Linked DNA regions of Mus musculus: all the other regions are linked to region 2. Evidence: chromatin contacts called from public promoter capture Hi-C data. All regions are on one chromosome and are shown on one strand. Each heading gives the region's core, a stretch centred on a gene start, on an enhancer-like site or on the middle of the called end of the contact. The rest is flanking DNA. Distances are from core to core; before and after follow the strand shown. Region 1 holds the start of Alkbh3os1 (alkB homolog 3, opposite strand 1). Region 2 holds the start of Ext2 (exostosin glycosyltransferase 2). Region 3 overlaps Alx4 (aristaless-like homeobox 4).

What was found. Promoter capture Hi-C pulls out the DNA fragments that hold promoters and counts their contacts.
Region 1: a contact with region 2 is called in a promoter capture Hi-C map of 3T3-L1-derived adipocytes, with 2.3 times the contacts expected there. The contact joins the promoter of Alkbh3os1 here to the promoter of Ext2 in region 2. A contact is called at or near these places in 9 of 39 promoter capture datasets (the 3T3-L1 cell line, 3T3-L1-derived adipocytes, the C10 cell line and 5 more), 1 of 15 datasets of contacts at CTCF or cohesin (embryonic stem cells), 1 of 115 datasets of contacts at active chromatin or transcription factors (embryonic basal ganglia) and 4 of 9 other capture datasets (adipose tissue, embryonic stem cells, liver and 1 more).
Region 3: a contact with region 2 is called in a promoter capture Hi-C map of 3T3-L1-derived adipocytes, with 2.4 times the contacts expected there. The contact joins the enhancer-like site here to the promoter of Ext2 in region 2. A contact is called at or near these places in 7 of 39 promoter capture datasets (the 3T3-L1 cell line, 3T3-L1-derived adipocytes, HPC-7-derived erythroid cells and 3 more), 1 of 15 datasets of contacts at CTCF or cohesin (pro-B cells), 1 of 484 Hi-C or Micro-C datasets (nephron progenitors), 2 of 115 datasets of contacts at active chromatin or transcription factors (embryonic stem cells and stem cell-derived neural progenitor cells) and 2 of 9 other capture datasets (embryonic stem cells and pancreatic islet).

The regions. Positions count from the first base shown.
Region 1 is chr2:93,978,650-93,981,349 of GRCm38.p6, reverse strand. Alkbh3os1 (alkB homolog 3, opposite strand 1) reads right to left here and starts at 1,316. Exons shown (of 4, transcript NR_045827.1): 1 at 716-1,316; 2 at 178-267. It overlaps Alkbh3 (alkB homolog 3, alpha-ketoglutarate-dependent dioxygenase), which reads left to right. Exons shown (of 10, transcript NM_026944.1): 10 at 373-716. The coding sequence ends at 465.
Region 2 is chr2:93,821,284-93,823,983 of GRCm38.p6, reverse strand. It overlaps Ext2 (exostosin glycosyltransferase 2), which reads left to right and starts at 1,416. Exons shown (of 14, transcript NM_010163.3): 1 at 1,416-1,597.
Region 3 is chr2:93,657,893-93,660,592 of GRCm38.p6, reverse strand. The region is part of intron 1 of Alx4 (aristaless-like homeobox 4); the gene reads right to left. Among named protein-coding and RNA genes, the nearest start is that of Alx4, 17 kb to the right of the region's middle. Within about 2 kb of position 1,377, at least 4 of the 459 cell types and tissues checked have an H3K27ac peak or open chromatin away from gene starts, as enhancers often do. A contact at or near this core is called in 3T3-L1-derived adipocytes, where this site is marked.

The DNA of each region.
Region 1 (2,700 bases), core at 67-2,566, 160 kb before region 2:
AGGTTTTGTGCTGATAGAGGAATCCACGACTGTGCCGACCACTGAGAAAGTGACTGCAAATAGCCCCAGTGGCTACCATGTTGGGCATCACAGCACAACTATTCTAGATCAGTGTGGGTGAGGTCTCGTTAAGTACAAACATTTAAAGTAAAGCAACAGTTAGAAAAGTAGGTATGCCTTGCTGCCGGGGCGCTGGCCCAGCCTGCTGGGATCGGCTGGGTACTCGGTTCAGAGGAGGAGACCCTTTCTCACAGGACTGTAGACCACCTAGTGAGAGAGATAGAATAAGACATAAATAAGTTGTAAATCATGTTGAACTAATGAAAAATGCACATATATTTATGCTGGACAACTATTTATATTTCCATTTAGCACCGAGTGCCCAAGGAATACCACTCCAGACAACCGAGAGTAAACTTAACCTTTCGGACCGTTTATCCAGACCCAAGAGGAGCCCCTCGGTGACACTTCTACAGAGTTACCACTGAGGGGAGGGCTATGCACCTAACAGCCCCTCCCCATCTCCCGCAAGCACTTCCGTGATGTGGCTGTTCAGAAAGCGTGGTGTTTGCTTCTCAGGTTCTACTCCTCCTGAATGAGAGCTGCCAGCACGTCACCTTGTCAACATGTCTACTACAGGAACACTTACTTTGAGACAAATCTCTAAATCAAGGTTATCATTAAGCAAATTAAAAATTGCTCTGGCTGTACTCACAGATGATTTGATCCAAAAGCTTTTTGCCTCCTGCTCTGCCCCCTTTAATTTGAAGAAATACAAATGGCCTTGTGCCTCTGGGGAAGATCTGAACATGTTTGTTCCTTATGACGTTAGCAAAATGGAGATATAAATACGTGTCAGTGACTCTGGAGCCGTCCACAGGCAGGCAGCTGCTGAAACCCAAACAGAGGTGGCTTCTCTGGGCTTTGTTGAAGTCTTCCTTGACTCCTTAACATCTTGGCTTGTATGTTATTGTAATGGAAAGCTGCGTGTTCAGGACACTGTTTATTTAGCTGAATTTCCCAGCTGTCAGTTTTCCTGGGGCACACTTAGGTTACAGACTTCTGAATACAGAGACAGCAGCAGCTCCCATCCACACCCCAGACAGTTCACCTGGGACCCCTCGTAAGAAAGACAGTGCTGTATCCTGGAAGCGAGTAATAACTGAGAATGTCAGGAGAACCAGGCTGAAATTTTGGTTGAAGAACAGCAAATGCCCTGTTAGTAACTGCTGTTCCAATAGATTAGTTTCCCCTGGAGAATTTCTTGAGTCATTTAAACCCAGGCCAGATAGAATCAGAGCAGCCCTGCAGGGAATAGCTTGGATGACCTCATGGCTCTTCTACCTTAGATTTCAGAAGCCTGTGACTAAGGCTCTTCTGACTCAGTGTTCTCTTTCACTGGGTGCCTGAGTTCAGGGGTTAGCCTGTGATGTCACCAAGGTTTCCAAAACAGAATCGGGTAGTTGCCCCTTTTTGCATCATAAAAACACATGACTCGTTGACCTTGACTCAGGAGCAATGTACTAGATTAATTCAAACCCAGAGGAAGAGTTCATGTCAGTGGATGAAAGTGGGACATGGGTTAGAGTTTCTCCCTTGTCCTTGAGGGAAATTTACTGTCTTGGTTTTTAATCCTATTTCCATTCCACTCTGTAAGATGGATGGTCCCCATGACATGGAACGGTGCCAGAGGCTGGACAAGCTTACTCAAGGCTCAGATGGAATGAGTACGGAACGAATCTGAACAGACTCTCTGGTTCCTTGTGTCAGAGTCTGGTTTTTAAAAATGTGTAGAGCTCCTTTTGTAAGAAATCCTAAATCTGTATACAATTTGAGCATCATATTAAGCCTTCCTAGGAAGAAGGTATGAATCACCATAAACACACGCCCTCTATTTAATCTCACAGCTGTTCCCTGGTTAGAGCCAAGAAAACCTGGCCAGGATGGTATGGTCAGCCTTGATTAGGAGTTTGATGACTGAGGCTGGAAATTCCTCCTCTCTTCCTTATAAATGAGACTGACAGGTGACCCCAGGTCTTCCAGCACCCCACCCCCATTGTAGAGGCTCTTCTCTGCCTCCCTGCCTTAGAGCAGCGCTGCATCTCGACACTCATTACAGCTAGTCTGTCAGACCACTGAGAGGCTGTGGTTTCCATCTGGGTTTCATGGGCAAAGAGCAGTCATAGCTTCGGTTTCTTGCCTTTACTGTAGACTTCCATGTGCAATCAGTGCCGGATATTTCCACCGCTAGGACCCCATGCCTTCTCAAGTATCAAGCAGGTTCTTGCCATAAAGCAGAACTACAGAGTTTAGATGTAAGACAGGAAGAGTGATGTTCAGTGACTGCTCCAGCCTGCTGCAGATCCTTCCCAGGAACTGACAAAACTGTGCTGACTCAAAGTACATGAAACAGCAGTGCACAGGTTTGGTTTTAGTCATCCTCTGTGAGTTTTGGTTCCCTGCAGGCTCTGTCCTGTGAGCTTGCATTTATCACCTCATTGTCCCAACACTGATTCCACTATAGAGATGAGAAGCTGAATCCCTAAGTATTTTACTGCACATGTGCTGGCAGAGACAAATTTCAGAGGCTGTCTTACGGTTTCTATTCCTGCACAAACATCACGACCAAGAAGCAAGCTGGGGAGGAAAGGGTTTATTCAGCTTACACTTCCATACTGCTGTTCATCACCAAGGAAGTCA
Region 2 (2,700 bases), core at 167-2,666:
GTTTGAGGGATAGAGACACATTCTGTTAGATGTGGGAAGAGGAATTTGGACAGAACCTTCTGTCCCTAGATTTTTCTCATTCCAATCTCTCTAGGTCTAAGACAAAGAGATAGTAACCCCCCAATACTGGAATCTTTGTTGGTGAGGAAAGTCTTCCTAGGTCTCCAGACAGTAATCTCTGTGGGTATTTAAGCTGTAAGTAACAATATCCACGAGGTGGCGCTAAAGTACAATCGGGACCAAAATGCATTCGCATCTCGTGGACAGATGAAGAACTACAGCCAGCAATGGCAAGCTGGGTTGCCTCATTAGCCTTTCAGTAACTGTCACTCAGCTTTTTGCTGCCTTGTGACAGATGCCACTATGCATGCCGCTCCAGTTACTTCCAAAATTTTATAACTGCGTCTTGGATTTTTGTTTGTTTGTTTGTTTTGTTTTGTTTTTCGAGACAGGGTTTTTATGTGTCGCCCTGGCTGTCCTGGAACTCATTCTGTAGACCAGGCTGGCATCGAACTCAGAAATCCGCCTACCTCTGCCTCCCAAGTGCTGGGATAAAAGGCGTGCGCCACCATTGCCCGGCTGGATTTTTTTCCCAGAAAAATATTATACTTACACCTGGACACAAGCATCTGCTCACACATTTTCTCTCTTCTGATTTTGCACAAGCACATTTTAACTAAAAGTGATCGTGCTTGTCCCTTCTTAAGGGACTGTGGCTTCTCATTAGCCTGTCTTGGAGATATTACCTTGCTGACTGGTATGACGACTCCTTCTCCGTTGTTCCATAATCCTACAGTTTACTTTCTTGCTAGTATTAGAAATAGTGCGGTGAATGTTTCTTTCTTTCTTTTCTTTCTTCTTCTTTTTTTTTTTTTTTTTTTTTTGGTTTTTCGAGACAGGGTTTCTCTGTATAGCCAGGAGATGTCCTGGAACTCACTTTGTAGACCAGGCTGGCCTCGAACTCAGAAATCCACCTGCCTCTGCCTCCCGAGTGCTGGGATTAAAGGCGTGCGCCACCTCGCCCGGCTGGTGAATGTTTCAATAAGTGGTGAGACTTTCTGCAGGGTAAACTACAAAGAAGGTTGGTTGGAATTGCAGGGCTAGGGAGTTTTTTTTTTTTTTTTACACCTTGATGGATACTGCCAAATTGCCCTGGGGGCCTAACTATGCTTTGCAGAGTTGTAGATTGTCTCTTTATGGCTAAGCTAGCCTGGAACTAGTGAGTGATCCTTCTGCTGTGCTGAGATTATGGATATAAGCCACCACGCCTGACCCAAATGCTTGCCTTTTCCACAGTTTTATCCCAGAGCTTGGTGCGCCTGGCTGTCACTCTGCCTTTGCCCCGAACGGGAATGCTCACGTGCGCTGACTCCTCCTGTCCAGCAGGGGGCGCGGCGCTACCGCTTCGCATGCGCAGTGCGCGCCGTGTCAGCCGTGGGGAACTGGAGGCCGGCGCAGGCTTCCCCGCTGGCTCCAGGGTACCTGGTGCTGGCGGCGGGCTCCCGTCACCGCGCGATCCGACACAGCCGTGGCTCGCGGCCCGCGGCAAGAGCCGGTGACGGAGCGCGGGGCCGAGCGGGAAGCGGCCGGTTCCGAGGTGAGCGCGGCGCGCGGGCGGCCGGGTGGGCCTCGGGGCTGGGCCTCTGGGAGCCCCGGGGCTGCAGGAGCGCCGCAGCGCTGCACCGCGGCCCCTGCTGTACCTGTGCCCCGGTCCCCAGGCCTGACCTCCTGTCCAGAACCTCTGCTTCCTGTTGTAATCGGGCGTTGTGGGACCCGAGTCCTCCCAGGAAGGCCTTACACCTTGGCTGTCCAGGACCGGTGTCGTCCAGTGCATGTTCTGGGTGGGACGCGGTGGAGAGGGTGGCTCAGGAAGGAACCACTGGCTCCGAGCGTTGGGAGATGCGCTCCGGATGCTGGGAACAGTGTCCAGTTTTGAGAGTCAAATAATGGTTTGGTGTCACTTATCAGGTGCCAATCTGGAAGCGCCCTATCACTTAGGGAGTGTGGATGTTGTCTTGAGTCTAGGGCAGGTCCATTTCAATTTTTAAAAGTCAGCCATTAGTTCTAAGTAGTGTAATTGAACTTTGTGTGTACTCTGGAACTCAAGGCGATTCACGGGAATAATAAACACGGTTGAGTTTTTATTACAGTCACTTTCCCTGACTTAAACCTCCTAGTTGCTCTATAGAGCCTGTGTAGTCATCTGAGGATCCAGGCTGCTGGGCGCTGAAGCCCAGCCTTGGAGTTCTGTTGTGGAACCCTGGAAGTTCTTAGCCTTGCTCTTGACCTTTCTCCACCACAGGGAGGTTCAGAAGTTTGTCACACAGTGCTGTCAGGAGGATGAAGTAGCACATACTAAATGCACATGTGTAGGGTAAGTGTTCACTTGGGTACTTAACGTATTCACCGTGATGTAACTGCCACGGTCAGTCAAACAGTGTCTTTATATTGGAAACCCTTTTTGGAGGTAATGAGCCACACTGGAACTCTAATTCTAATCCTGTCATGGCTGTGCACCGTAAGTTTGTGTCTGTTTGCCTTCTTTGCTTTCAGAAGCATTCCTGTGTAGCGGTGGCAGGCTGTTCAGCGGGCAGGACAGCTCTAAAAAGGCTAAGACAACAGGAAATTGTGACTTGGAATGCTGGGCTGAGTGGATTGGCTATAGCCCGGAGCTTGGAAGAAAGGTGTTTCAGGCCAGTG
Region 3 (2,700 bases), core at 128-2,627, 160 kb after region 2:
CCATTATAGAACAGGGCTTTGGCAAATGGCAAGACATGCCTTTCTATGAAGTTTTGGGTTGAAAATAAGCATGGGGTGATTGTCTTTGGAAAAGGCTGGGAACTTTCCAGAAGCAGAAATGAGAGGATGTGGGCTAACTTTCTCCTGTTGTTGGCCCGTTTTGTCCTGGCTGGGTTGAAATATTTGTTCTTTGGGATAAGCTGTGATCTGAATCAGAGACTGGAAATCCCAGGGAAACCTGTGTGGACAGGGAGCTGACACTGTGCTGTGGGGTTATGGGAAATGAGAGGCCTGGACGGAGTGGGATGGGAGAGGACAGCTTCAGAGAAAAGCTCCCATCGTGGTGGGGATGGCACTGTCATGGTAGGGTGATGCTGACCTTCCAACTGGGCTCTAATGGGCTCCAAGCCAAGGCCTCTATGACTGCTGGCTGACTGCCAATGCTCAAGCCCAGTCCAGATTTCCTCATAAGACTTGGTCTGTAGGCTTCTGTCCTTGAGTACAGCCAGAGGTGTCTAAGACACAGGCACCCATCATGCCACACCCCACGGCAGAGGCTCCCTCCAGCTCCCAGAGGCCTCATCCAGATGCTTCACACAGGGTGGGATACCCCTTGGAACTGTGCATACCAGCAGTGAACGTATTTAATATGAGAGCACCCTGAGTCCAGTCCCCAGCACTCACGCAAGGAGCCAGGCACTGTGGCACAGGCCTCTGATCTCAGCTCTGGGAAGGTGGAGGCAGGAGGAGCTCTGAGGTTTGCTGGCCAGACAGCCTAGCCAATGAGTGATCTCCAAGTTCAGTGAGAGATATTGTCTCTCAAGAAATACGGTGGAGGAGAATAACTAAAGATTACACTCCCTTGATTAACAACCTCTGCTTTCCATGTGACTGTGTACCAGTGCGCTCTCTCTCTCTCTCTCTCTCTCTCTCTCTCTCTCTCGCGTGTGTGTGTGTGTGTGTGTGTGTGTGTGTGTGTGTGTGAGATTTCTGTGGATTTCTGTCCTTACCTTATTCTGGGTTCTCTATGGCTGGACTCCCTATCTCAGCACACACTGCCTGTGGGGTCTCGTTGCCTCGTGGAGGTAGAAGAGACCTTTTGAGAAGGACCTCAAAGAAACCAGCCATAAAGCAGGTATGAAGTACCAAGGGTGGCCCTAAACAAACTTCTGGGCTAACAACTGATGTTTCCTCAGATCTACAACTCTCAGTGAACCCATGACACTAGAAGTACAAAAGGCACATGGAGGGACCAGTCCTGTGGGCAACCAACACCTGGGAGAGGTCCCAGGCAGCTGCTCACCCTCAGTGCTGGTTCTGTGTCACGATTGTAGGTCCAACTCCCAAAGGCCAAGAGCAAGGCTGCAGTTTCACACACTTACCACTAAGAGGCACTGTAGTTCCAATAAAGTATTTCTGGGCCTGAGGCAAAGCAGAGGGGAGCGGGGCACCCCTTAAAGTGATTTGAAGAAGTTCCTGGTAGGATCTATCAGTTCAGCAGGTATTCAGCCCTACTGTGTACCTGCTACGATGCCATATCTGGGAAGGGCACAGGGATGGACAAGGCAGGTCTCAGTACCTTCTGGAAGAATGCTTGCCTCTATCTTATAGTTCAATACACCAGTCTCAAAACACCCCAAGGGGCAAAACGAGGCACCAGACAGAAACCTGTTTAATATCAACAGCATCTGAATGAAAGGCCTGAGGTCTGGACTTTTATTTTTGCTTTTCCCTGGACGTTGTCTTCCTCTCTGCAGGACCCTAAGTATCCCTTGGGTTCTGGCTATATTGCCACACAGTAGGTACGCAGGAAATATCAGACTCACTTGTAAATGACTGTCTTATGACAGAACAGTTCAGTACACTGCCTTGTCTTGATGGTGGATTGCCTTACGGCTTGGAACTGTCGCCCCTGGCCTGTGAGATCCTTCTGGGGATGCTTAATAGAGGCAGGAGCCACAGTCCCACCTGATGTGGATATTCTCCGGGCTCTTCTCATGGGGGAGGCTCTTTCCTGGTTTAGAAGAGTGGGATCTCGGAGTCAAAGAAGGAAGAGGAAGTAACGCAGAGCATTGTGGAGAACAGGGAATATGCTTTGTAGTCTACATGGTCTTTGGGACCTGCTATGGTGACACCCTCTTTATAGACACCAAGTAAAAACACCCCACTCCACAACTTCAGAAACTGAGACAGAGAGGGCAATGGCTTGTTTAAAAAGTGGCCTGACCTGTGATGCTTCCACTGCATCCTGCTGGGCAGGTGTCTTAGTGGAACAGATGCCCGGTGGGACAGGACCAGACATTCAGGGACCAGGCCCAGGAAGACAGGAAACAGAATGGGAAGTGCAGGAGGCCAGCCCCTCTCGGCTGCCTCATGAAGGACCCATCACGCCCACCTCCGTGCTGGCACTGAGTAGGCTGCCCTGTGCGTGAGACCAGTGTCACCAACTTCAGGGACTTCAAGAATAGGCCTGTGACTTCTTTCATAACTGCACATCAAAGTACTTAGAAGTAAAGAGGCAGACAGGCAGCTTAATCAGCTCATGGAAAAATAACAACATACCCTGTGTACCTGCCAGCCAATCAGCACTTGCCTACTGATTTATATAAGACCTAGACGATGGAGGACGACTTAGCTGGCGTGGCAAAGCTGCCATGTGTGGGGAATCAGCAGAGAGGCATCTGGGCTTTCCCACCACAT